Linked DNA regions of Rattus norvegicus: region 2 is linked to region 1. A link is a contact called in public Hi-C data. All regions are on one chromosome and are shown on one strand. The core of a region is the stretch at or near the end of the contact, and the rest is flanking DNA. Distances in the headings are between cores, read along the strand shown.

Region 1 (4,863 bases), core at 1,044-3,543:
GGGTGGACAGAGCCATTGGCAAGTGGTGTCACCTATACTGAGCCCCAAGCAGGGACCAAAGGCATGCAGAACATGACAGGGATCAGAGCCCAAGAATAAGCACATTGAAGGGCCCTGAGGTGGTCACAAGAGTAATATCCTGCCTCTCCATTAGATCTCTTCCTCTTCCTCCTCTTCTTCCTCCTCTTCTCCTCCCTCCTCTTCCTCCTCCTCTTCTCCCTCCTCCTCCTCCTCCTCCTCCCCCTCCTCCTCCTCCTCTTCATCCTCTTTCTCATCTTCCTCTTCTCTCCCCATTCAAACTGGTCAAATAAAGGCTGGAGCCTGTGATTGGGCAGTGGAAGGGAAAGGTGGGGCTGGAGGTTTTAAGAAGAGTAGAGGAGGGGCTGGAGAGATGGCTCAGTGGATAAGAGCACCGACTGCTCTTCCAGAGGTCCTGAGTTCAATTCCCAGCAACCACATGGTGTCTCACAACCATCTGTAACGGGATCTGATGCCCTCTTCAGGTGTGGATGAAGACAGCTACAGTGAACTTACATATAAATAAATAAATCTTAAAAAAAAAAGAAGAAGAAGAGTAGGGGATGACAGAGAAGAAAAAGAAATGGAAGAAAGATGGAGCAAAACCACATGGCCTGGGAAAGCCACAAGTAACAAGGGATCTCCTAGCTGGGGAATAGATTAGTGTAGTGGTCAATCTGCCCAATCTAGACATATAACTTATAAGAACCGAGTTGTGTGTTTTTGTAGAGGCTTATTGGGGTTGGACGTTTACTACAACAGAAAAGAGGAAAGAAAAAGCAGCAGTGGTCAAGTAGGGGTGGGTGCAAAGCATCTGTGTTCAGGTCGCTCTGCCTCTCTTGTTTGTAAAGTCCCTGAAGGAGAGAACCAGGTGAGGAGTCACAGAGCTTATCTGGTGCAGACCTCACTTCTCACTAGCACCAATGGCAGACACCACCCAGGACTCTGCCAAGGCTGTGGATTATCCACTAGCCCAGGAGTGTCTGGCTACATTAATGCCTTAGGAGGCCAGGCATGCTACCTATGGCCACCAAGGGTCAGTGTGGTGTAGCGTTGCTCAGCAACGAGGTCTTAAGAGGTTCAGCTCCCTGGACCTCTGTTTCCTCCTCTGGAAACAATGAGGGAGAATCTATGAGTTCAAAGTCTCCTGAGGGCATGCTGAGCCCCACCCTGTGCTGGGCTAAGAGGTCCTTTCTCTCACTGTCCTCTTCCTGTATAGCTGAAACTGGGTCAGGTTTTTTTTGGTTTTTTTTTTTTTTTTTTTTTTTTTTTTTTTTTTGGTTCTTTTTTTCGGAGCTGGGGACCGAACCCAGGGCCTTGCGCTTCCTAGGTAAGCGCTCTACCACTGAGCTAAATCCCCAGCCCCCTGGGTCAGTTTTAATGACCAGCTACTGCTAGTCCCTCTTCACAGTCCGTGGAGATGCTAGAGGACTGTGCTCTCTGAGGAAGCCCCAACCAGCTCCTAGGAAGGGCAATAGGGAGAAGCTGGGGGAGGTGAGACCCCTGGTGGACATCCTGGTCATTGCAGTGAGGACTGATCAAAGCTCCGCTTTTCCAGCCCAGTAGACCTCCAACACAGAGGGAGGCTAGCCATCCCCTCTGAACGCTGGAATCTTCATACACAGCTCTTTGGCGGCGCGACCTTCAGTGATTGTCTCCGTAGCCAAAGTGATAAAGAACACAGCCATACTTCAGAGAGAGAAGCGGACCACGCACATCACAGTGTGGACCAGGCCTGCGCTCAAGCAGGTCTAGGTAGGCTCCGTGACTCATCTGTCACTTATCAGCTATGAAATTGACCACGTGACCGATGTTCTCCGATCAGCAGCAACTCTGTCAGAGGGTCTGCCAAAGCCCACCTCCGAGGCTCATGGAGGAGCTGCCCACTTCACGAGCTGTGCACAGAACCTCCCGGGCTGCTCTCAATACCCACTGGTTTTGTTTGTCTGTGTCCTGGAGTGGGAGGCAGCAGGGAGGAAGCTGGGAGCTGCGTCACCCAGCAGTCTACCTGTAAAGTTTGCATGCTACATGTGTGCGTGCCTGTGGTGCCACCCAGAGCCAGAGGCCTGTCAACGGCTGCAGATAGATGGCAGGTGTGCACACTCTCTGTTCATGCCAAGCTGCCTCCCCTTCATAAAGACCTGGTTCTTGTTGGCTACTCTCCTGCTCCTCCCCCCCATCTCCCTCCCCCCACCCCAGCCAAGCTCAGTGATCTATTCTAAGCAGGCTGCTGTCCCTGGGCACACTCAGGCCTTCTGTTTGTCCATAGCCAGCCTGTGAAACTCTCATAATGTAGCCTTGTTCTCCTTACCACACAGCAGCCCGCTGCTCAGAGCCTGCCTGGGGAGGAGGCCGTGCCAGCTGCACAGAGCTGGTTTCCAGGAAGACATAAGCACTGTGTGTGGCCAGAGATGGAGCCACCTCTCTGTTGGCAACCCCTTCAAATTAGGGTCAATTGGTTACAGGCAAAAGGCATTTTCAACAAGCAGAGAAAGCAGGCTTCTCACTGAGCTCCAATACACTAAAGGTTCAGGGCCTTTGCGAAGGACCGTCTGTCCCTTATGGGACAACCTCATCCTTCTTCAAGACTAAGCTGAAGTTGCCCTGTTTCCTGCTTAGTGGGCATTCACAGCTGAAGGCCTCTCACTCTGTCATCTTGCCCTGTTGGTTTTCCCTATGTGTATTTTCTGTTTTATCTCTAGGCTCTCCTATGTGTGCCCAACCTGAGCCCTGGGGCTGTTTGCATCCAGGAGAGCCACCATTGCAGTTTGACACATTTGTAAACCACAATATCAAATCACAGTATCAAAGGTAGGACATTTCTGCAAGAAGAAGGCCTCAAGAGAAGAAGAAGGACCTATAGAGGTCCACTTCCCCAGGGTCTAGTATAATACCAGGCTCAGAGAAAGCCATGGCCACAACTGGCCACCTGTCAGAAGTTAATCTGACCAAGACTAACCACTCAGTGACCAATTGCTTAACTGATGAGATCAGAGACAGGAACAGGAATGAGATCGAGTCCCCATGCAGCAGGAATCCTTGCCTATAATGGGTTTTTAACCATACAATCAGGTCAGAGGCAGGGCAGATTTCTGGAGCTGATGCCAATCCTAGGCCTGACACAACACTGTACCACGAGTGAGGTCTGAGCAACCACGTCAGGGTGGTGTGCAGGACCTCAGAATCCCTGTGCCTGCTACTCACTGGGCCTGGAACTCTGCCAGCCTGCATGCAAGGAGGCTGCCTCAACGGAAGTGCCTCCTGGGGTGGACAGCCCCATCTACATTCTCCACTACTCTCCCTCTCCCCTCTGTCCAGCTCTTGCCCTGCCCATCTCCATGGAGACAGTAATTCTACCTATTCTCATTACAAAGGGCTTGGGCTAGACCTGGCCTGTCCTGGCTTGCCCATCCTCTGTCCTTGGTATTCAGTAATAGCAGCTCAGGGTACCCACCTAGTGACCATTTCTTGTAGAGTAAACAAAGGACCTGCTACCTATAGAGGTTCATTCTTAGGCTGGTTCGGTCAGAACCTTAGGCACCAAGTACTTAGGCAATAAAGATAGAGTTTGTGGTTTTGTTAGTCTGTTTGGTGTTGGGGCTCAAACTCTGATCTTATGTGTGTCAGGAAAGGGCTCCTCTCTGGTACAGAGATAGCACTGAAGCCTCAAGCCTGCCACTGGTGGTGGCAGGGGTGGGGGCAGGGGAAGGACAAAGCAACAAGTGAGTATTGAGTGAAGGGCTGGGACAGAGGAGGGAGCACAGGAATGTCTGATCCCTGACCAGAGTGGCGGAGAAAGGCCAGGCAAGCAAGCCACACTGGAGCCCCAAGAGACCAACTGTGATTTAGTAAGTAGGGCCACTAACAGGTATTCTGTGTGACAGACTGTGAAGGGGCAGGGCATGTGGAGCTGGCCTCAGGTGTACAGGGTCTGGATTTGGTCCGAGTCAGTAACTAGTGTCAGCAATAAAGATCAGGGGCACAGGTTGCGCTCTCTCTCTCTCTCTCTCTCTCTCTCTCTCTCTCTCTCTCTCTCAGTTGTAGTTTTGGTTTTGGTTTTTTTTGAGACATGGCTCTCTATGTAACCTTGGCTGTCCTGGAACTAGGCTGACCTTGAACTCACAGAGATCCTCCTGCCTCTGCCTTCTAAGTGTGGGAATAAAGGTGTGTACCACTACTGCCTGGGTTGAGCACATGCTTTATTTGATTCGAAGGGCACATTTCCCAGAGGCAGAAGCAGAAGGGAGATTCCCCTTCCTAGGCATATGTAAGCCAAGCAATGGGAAGAGATGAAGGGTTTGCGGAAGAAGAAGCCTACCAAATCTTTTGACCCAGAGAGTCTAGAGAAGTCTGTGACTGAAAACTGCCTCACGCAGGCCCAGAGGTATTCGGCTGGCAAGATTGGCTTGACTTAATATGCTACAAATATGTACAATGATAGTCATTACCGTGTTTTCACCGTAATAGGAAAAACTGTCTCGGAAATCCCATGTTCACAAAGTCATCCGATCGGTCAGCACCCCTGTACGCAACTGACATGAGCTCCGTGTCTGTAACAAAGGAAGACTGGAGACTACCTGAATGTTCATCGCACAGGGGTGGTCTCTCTTCCAGCAGCCTCTAAAAGATACACACAAAATAGACTGTTTCCAGATGAAGGAATTACAGCTAACTTTTGTCAGGTCTTCACCTTTTTTCTGTTTTCTGTTCTGTCTTCAATAGCATTTTTAATGTGAATACTTTCAAGGACAGATGAACACTAGGGTGATTTAAAAAAAAAAAAGTCCCTCATTTGCCAAGCTCCAAGAGTGATTTTAGAAGCAAAGCTGCACCGTGGCAGCCCAT
Region 2 (4,863 bases), core at 1,435-3,934, 320 kb after region 1:
GGCAATGCTGAATCATACCATCTGCATGTGCTTGGATCCACAGACTCCTTCAGGGCTTCATGTACAGCATGGCTATCAACCCTTCACGTCCTATGTCTGCTGCGCCTCTGGCCACCCTGGCATACATTGCTGACAGTGCATGCCCTCTTTACTCTAGCTGGAGACATCAGATGTGACGCCCAGAGGTGGCCGGTCAGCTTCCTCTGCTGTCTACACATCCCTCCATCTCTCTCTTGCATCTATGTGCAAGCCTTTGCCGTGGATGTCTGAGGAAGGTTAATGCACAGTGATCGGAAGTGGAGTGAAAGATCTCTGCAGAGTTTTCCTTCCCTCTGTTCCAGCCCCCACATCTCTAGCCCTTTGGAGGAGTTGCCTCCTAAGTGGTCTCTATGCCCGTCCTCAAGGCCAGGAAAGCAGCTATAAAAAAGCTAATAATCTCACTCCCCTGCTTCAAACACTCCAGCTACACTCGGTCAGCCTCTGAATATCAATTGAGCCACTCCTGGGCACAGCAGTAAGATCAGCACTCAAGGGCTCTTCCCTCAGCCAGGACAGCACCCGTGGTGGCTGTGGCTGGCTCCCTCTTGACACTTGCTTCTTTGGTTGACAGTTCCATGTTACCTCACAATAAAGTGGGGCTTCCCCTCCTCCTCAGATTCACCCTTCATTACACAGTACCTTTCCTTTCTCCTGGGTGCTAGCCAATCGCTGAGGTAGGCCTTTTAATAAAGCATCTGTCCATTCTGCCAGACCTGAGCCTCCTCTCCTTCATCAGGGTCCCTGGATCCAGCCATGGCTGTAAACGGAGTGATCCTAACAGCTTTGGGCTCATCATGGAAGAGATGAGCCAGACGTCCTCTTCTAAGTCCCTGTGTCCTCTCTGGAGCAGAGGCAGTAGATTGTTTTGGAAAGAGCCCCAGCAGGGCATCACACCTCTGTGCCAGGCCTGGACTCTTCTATTCATGGGGGACCTTGACCAAGTCTCTGTGACCTGAGTCTCAGATAGGCTGGGATGGCCAGTGGTGGCTCCCATCTCCCTCTGACCGGGTGGCAAGTGCCTGCATGGTGTAGTGTCCCAGAGCCCCTTCTCCAGATGATAAGAGGTATAGGTGGTATAAAAGGCACCATCTCTGATCACAGCACCTGGGTCAGAGTCTGGGTGACTTCAGGCTGTGACTGAACTTTTGAATGTTTCCTCATTTGTAAATGGGGACAGTTCTACCCACTACCTGTCCTAGTCATGACCTGCCAGGCACAGAGGCCCCTAGGGAATTCCCGGACACATGGTAGGTGTTCAGTATTCTGTCATGTCCTGAGGCTTTCTCTTATTACTTAGAAGCTTTTTGAAAAATTAAAGCACAACAAAGCACCTTATACTCTGATGGTATACAGTTGTGACTTGGAACCCCCTTCACCGCCACCTCAGATCTAGGAAAGGCACATCATCTAGTTTCCTGTCCTTCCCCACCCCCTCCAGCCCCATACTGTCTGTCTCTGCTAGCCTTTCTTTGCTAGACCAAATGTTGCCACAGCTGTGCACCCTCTCTTCTTGCCTGGCTTTGGACTTCAGCTCCTGAATTTTTCGGGTTGGAAGTTTATATCAGGGTGCACCCTGGGCACATTCCACAGGAGGAGGCCCGGCAGGAACTCCAGTCCTGTTCAGTGCTCCGCACATTGGAGCCCTAGCAACGCCCGCCTGTGCTGAACAGGAACTCCTGGAGAGGGCACTGGAGTTCAACCTTGATAGCAAATTCAGACTTTGCTGGATACTTGGTTCTTTGCTCTATTAGGTTTTCTGGAGTGAAGAGACCCAGTAGACAGCGGGGCCTTTCAGTGTCTATCTCTAAGACTCCCTGACTCCCGGACCCTGAGCCTGAGAGGATGAGCCTTGGCCTGACCGAGGGGACAAAGCTCAATTGCACTCTTGGCCTTAGTTGGGCAGCCTCCTGCTTTGTGTCCTGGATGGCAGAGGGGCTGGCAGTGATGGCGGCTTTTATTGGCATTGAATTAAAGACGTGGTGAGCTCTGGGTCTAGTTTCCACATGTTCTGTGCTGGCCTACCCCGTCTGGCTGGGACCCCACCTCTCTGTTCTTCTCTCCTTGCTACCTCTACACAGGTGTAATATTCTGTTCAGGGGTTCCCCGGGAGGTGGGAGATAAAGCCAAAGTCTGAGGTACTGAGTTGGTTTTAGTTGACACCCCAAGGTTCCTGCACTGTCCTCAGCTGCCTGGAACATCTCTCCGGTTTTCATGACTCGCGGGCATCCCCTTGACTCTCTCCAGCAGCGCCCAGAGGAGGCGCTCTCCCCACCTCTGCAGACCGGCTGCTCTGGAGTTGTTTGGCCTCTAAGCGGACTAGTTGGGTGTGGCCCGTTTCCCTTTGTTGCACCCCGTTGTGCCCCAAGTGCCTGGAACTCTGTCTGGTCAAGTGCAGCTGCTTCGTAAACGCCTCGAGAAATCAGGGAGGATGGAAAGAGGGTGAGAGAGGAGGATCGAGGATAAGGTTGGGAGTCACTGTGAAGGAAGGAAGGGGTCTTGGAGGTGTGACTGCGCTCAGGACATCCTGGCCCGGCCTGGCCCGGCCCAGAGCTGCGGAGGTTCGCCCGCGGCCGGCAGGTGGCGGTGCTCCCTTGGCTGCGTGGCGGCGTTGAGTCCCCTCCTCCCGCGCTCCCTCCCTCCCGGCTCCTTTCTCTGCGCTCTTGCTCAAGCTTCCAGCGCCCTCCCGCTCTCGCGGCCGCGGTGTCGCCCGTACCGCCCCGCCGCTACCTACCGGCGACCATGGCGCACCGGGGAACCCCGAGCGCCCCGAAGCGTCCTGGCCTTACTGCGCCGGATCGGAGCTCCCAGGTTCTGCTGCCGCCGTGCTGGCCACGTTCGTGGCCGCTGCTGCTGCTGCTGCTGGTGCTGGTGGCTGCCTGCGGAGCGATGGGGCGCTCCCCCCAGCCCGGGCGCTGGGGTCCCAGTGTGCAGGTCACCAGGCTGCTGCCCGCGGGACGCACGGAGTCCAGCAATCGCCAGGATCCGCAGACACGAGAATCGGAGCCTGGCGTCCCGGGTCTCCGTCCGGGTTCTGCTTCGGGTCCCAGCACTGATGGCGCCCCAGCTCTGGGCAAGGGGCGCAGGGTTCGGGCGGCGCCGGTGGCCGGTGCAGCTTCGGCTTCGCGCGCACAGGTCTCGCTCATCAGCACGTCGTTCGTGCTCAAGGGAGACGCGACGCACAACCAGGCGATGGTACACTGGACAGGAGAGAACAGCAGCGTAAGTGACCTCCGCACGCCCCCGGCCTTGCCCGGACACCTCGGGATACCCAGGGAGACTACCACAGCCCCCCTACTTCCGGACCACCCGCGGTCACTCCTGCTGGGCATTCTTGGCTACTTGGGGGACGCGGGTCACCTCGGCGGCGCCCCTACTGGCTTCTGGCTATGGGTTACTTTTGGAAGGGTCCTCGAATTTGTGAGATTCGGATTCGCTCAGAAGGCATTTCCGAAGATCTGGAGACCACAAGCATCCCTGGCCTCTAGATATGGGCAGTGGGGAAGGTCCCTAGAGTCTTCAGGATCTGGGCAGCATGGGACAACTCCAGGTCCTTAAGGGCTACTCAGCTCTGTGCCGCGTGCCTGGTGGGTGGGTCGCCTACACACTGCACTGCACCCAGCAGCTCCAGAGTGCACCTCTGGAATTGCCAGCTCTGGAGTCCTTACTACCTCATCTACTCTGATCTCGGGGACCACGGTATCGCTGTCAGTTCCGTGTCCTGTTCGAAGACTCTAGCAATTCTAGGATTGCTCCTCTTCTTGTGTCCCACGGCTGTCTTTAGACCGCCTGGACCACGGGGTCTTTAATGTTATTTACCATTCTGTGGTCTCTAGTGCCGGGTGCTGACTCCCTCCCTGCTTTTCTCCCATACCTCTCCCTCTGCCCAGATCTCCAGAATCCTTTACCCTCCTGCACTCCCAGATCTAGGATCCACTTCCTTCCTTTTGTGGTAGCACACCCCAAGGGGTTTGTTCTTCCTTGTTAAAAGCCAGAGTCACTCTGTCCCCTCCGGGGAGTCCCAGGTATGTGCACTCCCGGTTTGCAAGACTGTGCTATCCAGGGAAGTGTGTTTTCGTGGAGAGAGCTAGGAATCCCTCCTCACTGCCTGCATACAGTCCGCTCATACTTTCCACTCCTTCCCCATCCCCCAGTAGGTGACTCCATCTCTTCTCCTTGTCTTCCAAGTTTTGAGGAGACTAATAAGACCAGAGTCCCAGCATGCACTGGGAAGTGAAGTGAGTGCGTCTCCTTTTTGGGTTATCACAGACACTTTTTCCCCTGTCTCCTCTCTTCACACTCTTATTAACTGCTAGGAGGCTTCCATTTGTGCTCGAGAAGGGACAACCAAGTGGTCTTGACTGGCCTGAACTCCAGTCCTGCCAGCCCCTTCCCTACTGGCTGGCTGCATCCAGGATGCAGGTGCCTTCACTGGTCCCTAAATTAATGACATCTCCAGGAAGACTAGCAGCCTTCAGAGGGCAGAGCTGGTGCTGTGGATGCATTTGGCCAGCAGGGGGCAGTCAGGGTGCTGAGCAGAGTACTTGGGTGCTCCTCCCAAGAAGGGCGTGGAGGTGCCCTGCTGCCTTTCTTAACTGCACCTTGAGAGAGCCCTCCAACTCTAGGTGTGCTGTTGCTCTGGGCCTTTTAGTGCTGGCTAGTACCTAAAGATAAACCAGGACCCCTGGGTCATTGGCCATTCTTGAGGACTGAATAACGGTAGGCTGGAACACAAGAGAAAGGGACAGAAGCACACTGAGAGTAAGTACCATGGATCTGGAGTGCTGAGGTTGTTAATCTAACTAGCTTGTCACTTTGTCACTTAGC

What was found. A called contact is a pair of places that touch in the nucleus more often than the background predicts.
Region 2: a contact with region 1 is called in a Hi-C map of Schwann cells, with 7 times the contacts expected there. The contact joins the promoter of Sorcs2 here to the enhancer-like site in region 1. A contact is called at or near these places in 2 of 12 Hi-C or Micro-C datasets (Schwann cells and mammary epithelial cells).

What each region holds. Positions count from the first base shown.
Region 1 is chr14:78,275,443-78,280,305 of GRCr8, forward strand. It overlaps LOC103693769 (a long non-coding RNA gene), which reads left to right. Exons shown (of 2, transcript XR_595849.4): 2 at 1,577-4,195. Among named protein-coding and RNA genes, the nearest start is that of Bloc1s4, 10 kb to the left of the region's middle. Within about 2 kb of position 2,294, at least 49 of the 93 cell types and tissues checked have an H3K27ac peak or open chromatin away from gene starts, as enhancers often do. A contact at or near this core is called in Schwann cells, where this site is marked.
Region 2 is chr14:78,593,403-78,598,265 of GRCr8, forward strand. Sorcs2 (sortilin-related VPS10 domain containing receptor 2) reads left to right here and starts at 2,685. Exons shown (of 27, transcript NM_001107225.2): 1 at 2,685-3,258. The coding sequence starts at 2,779.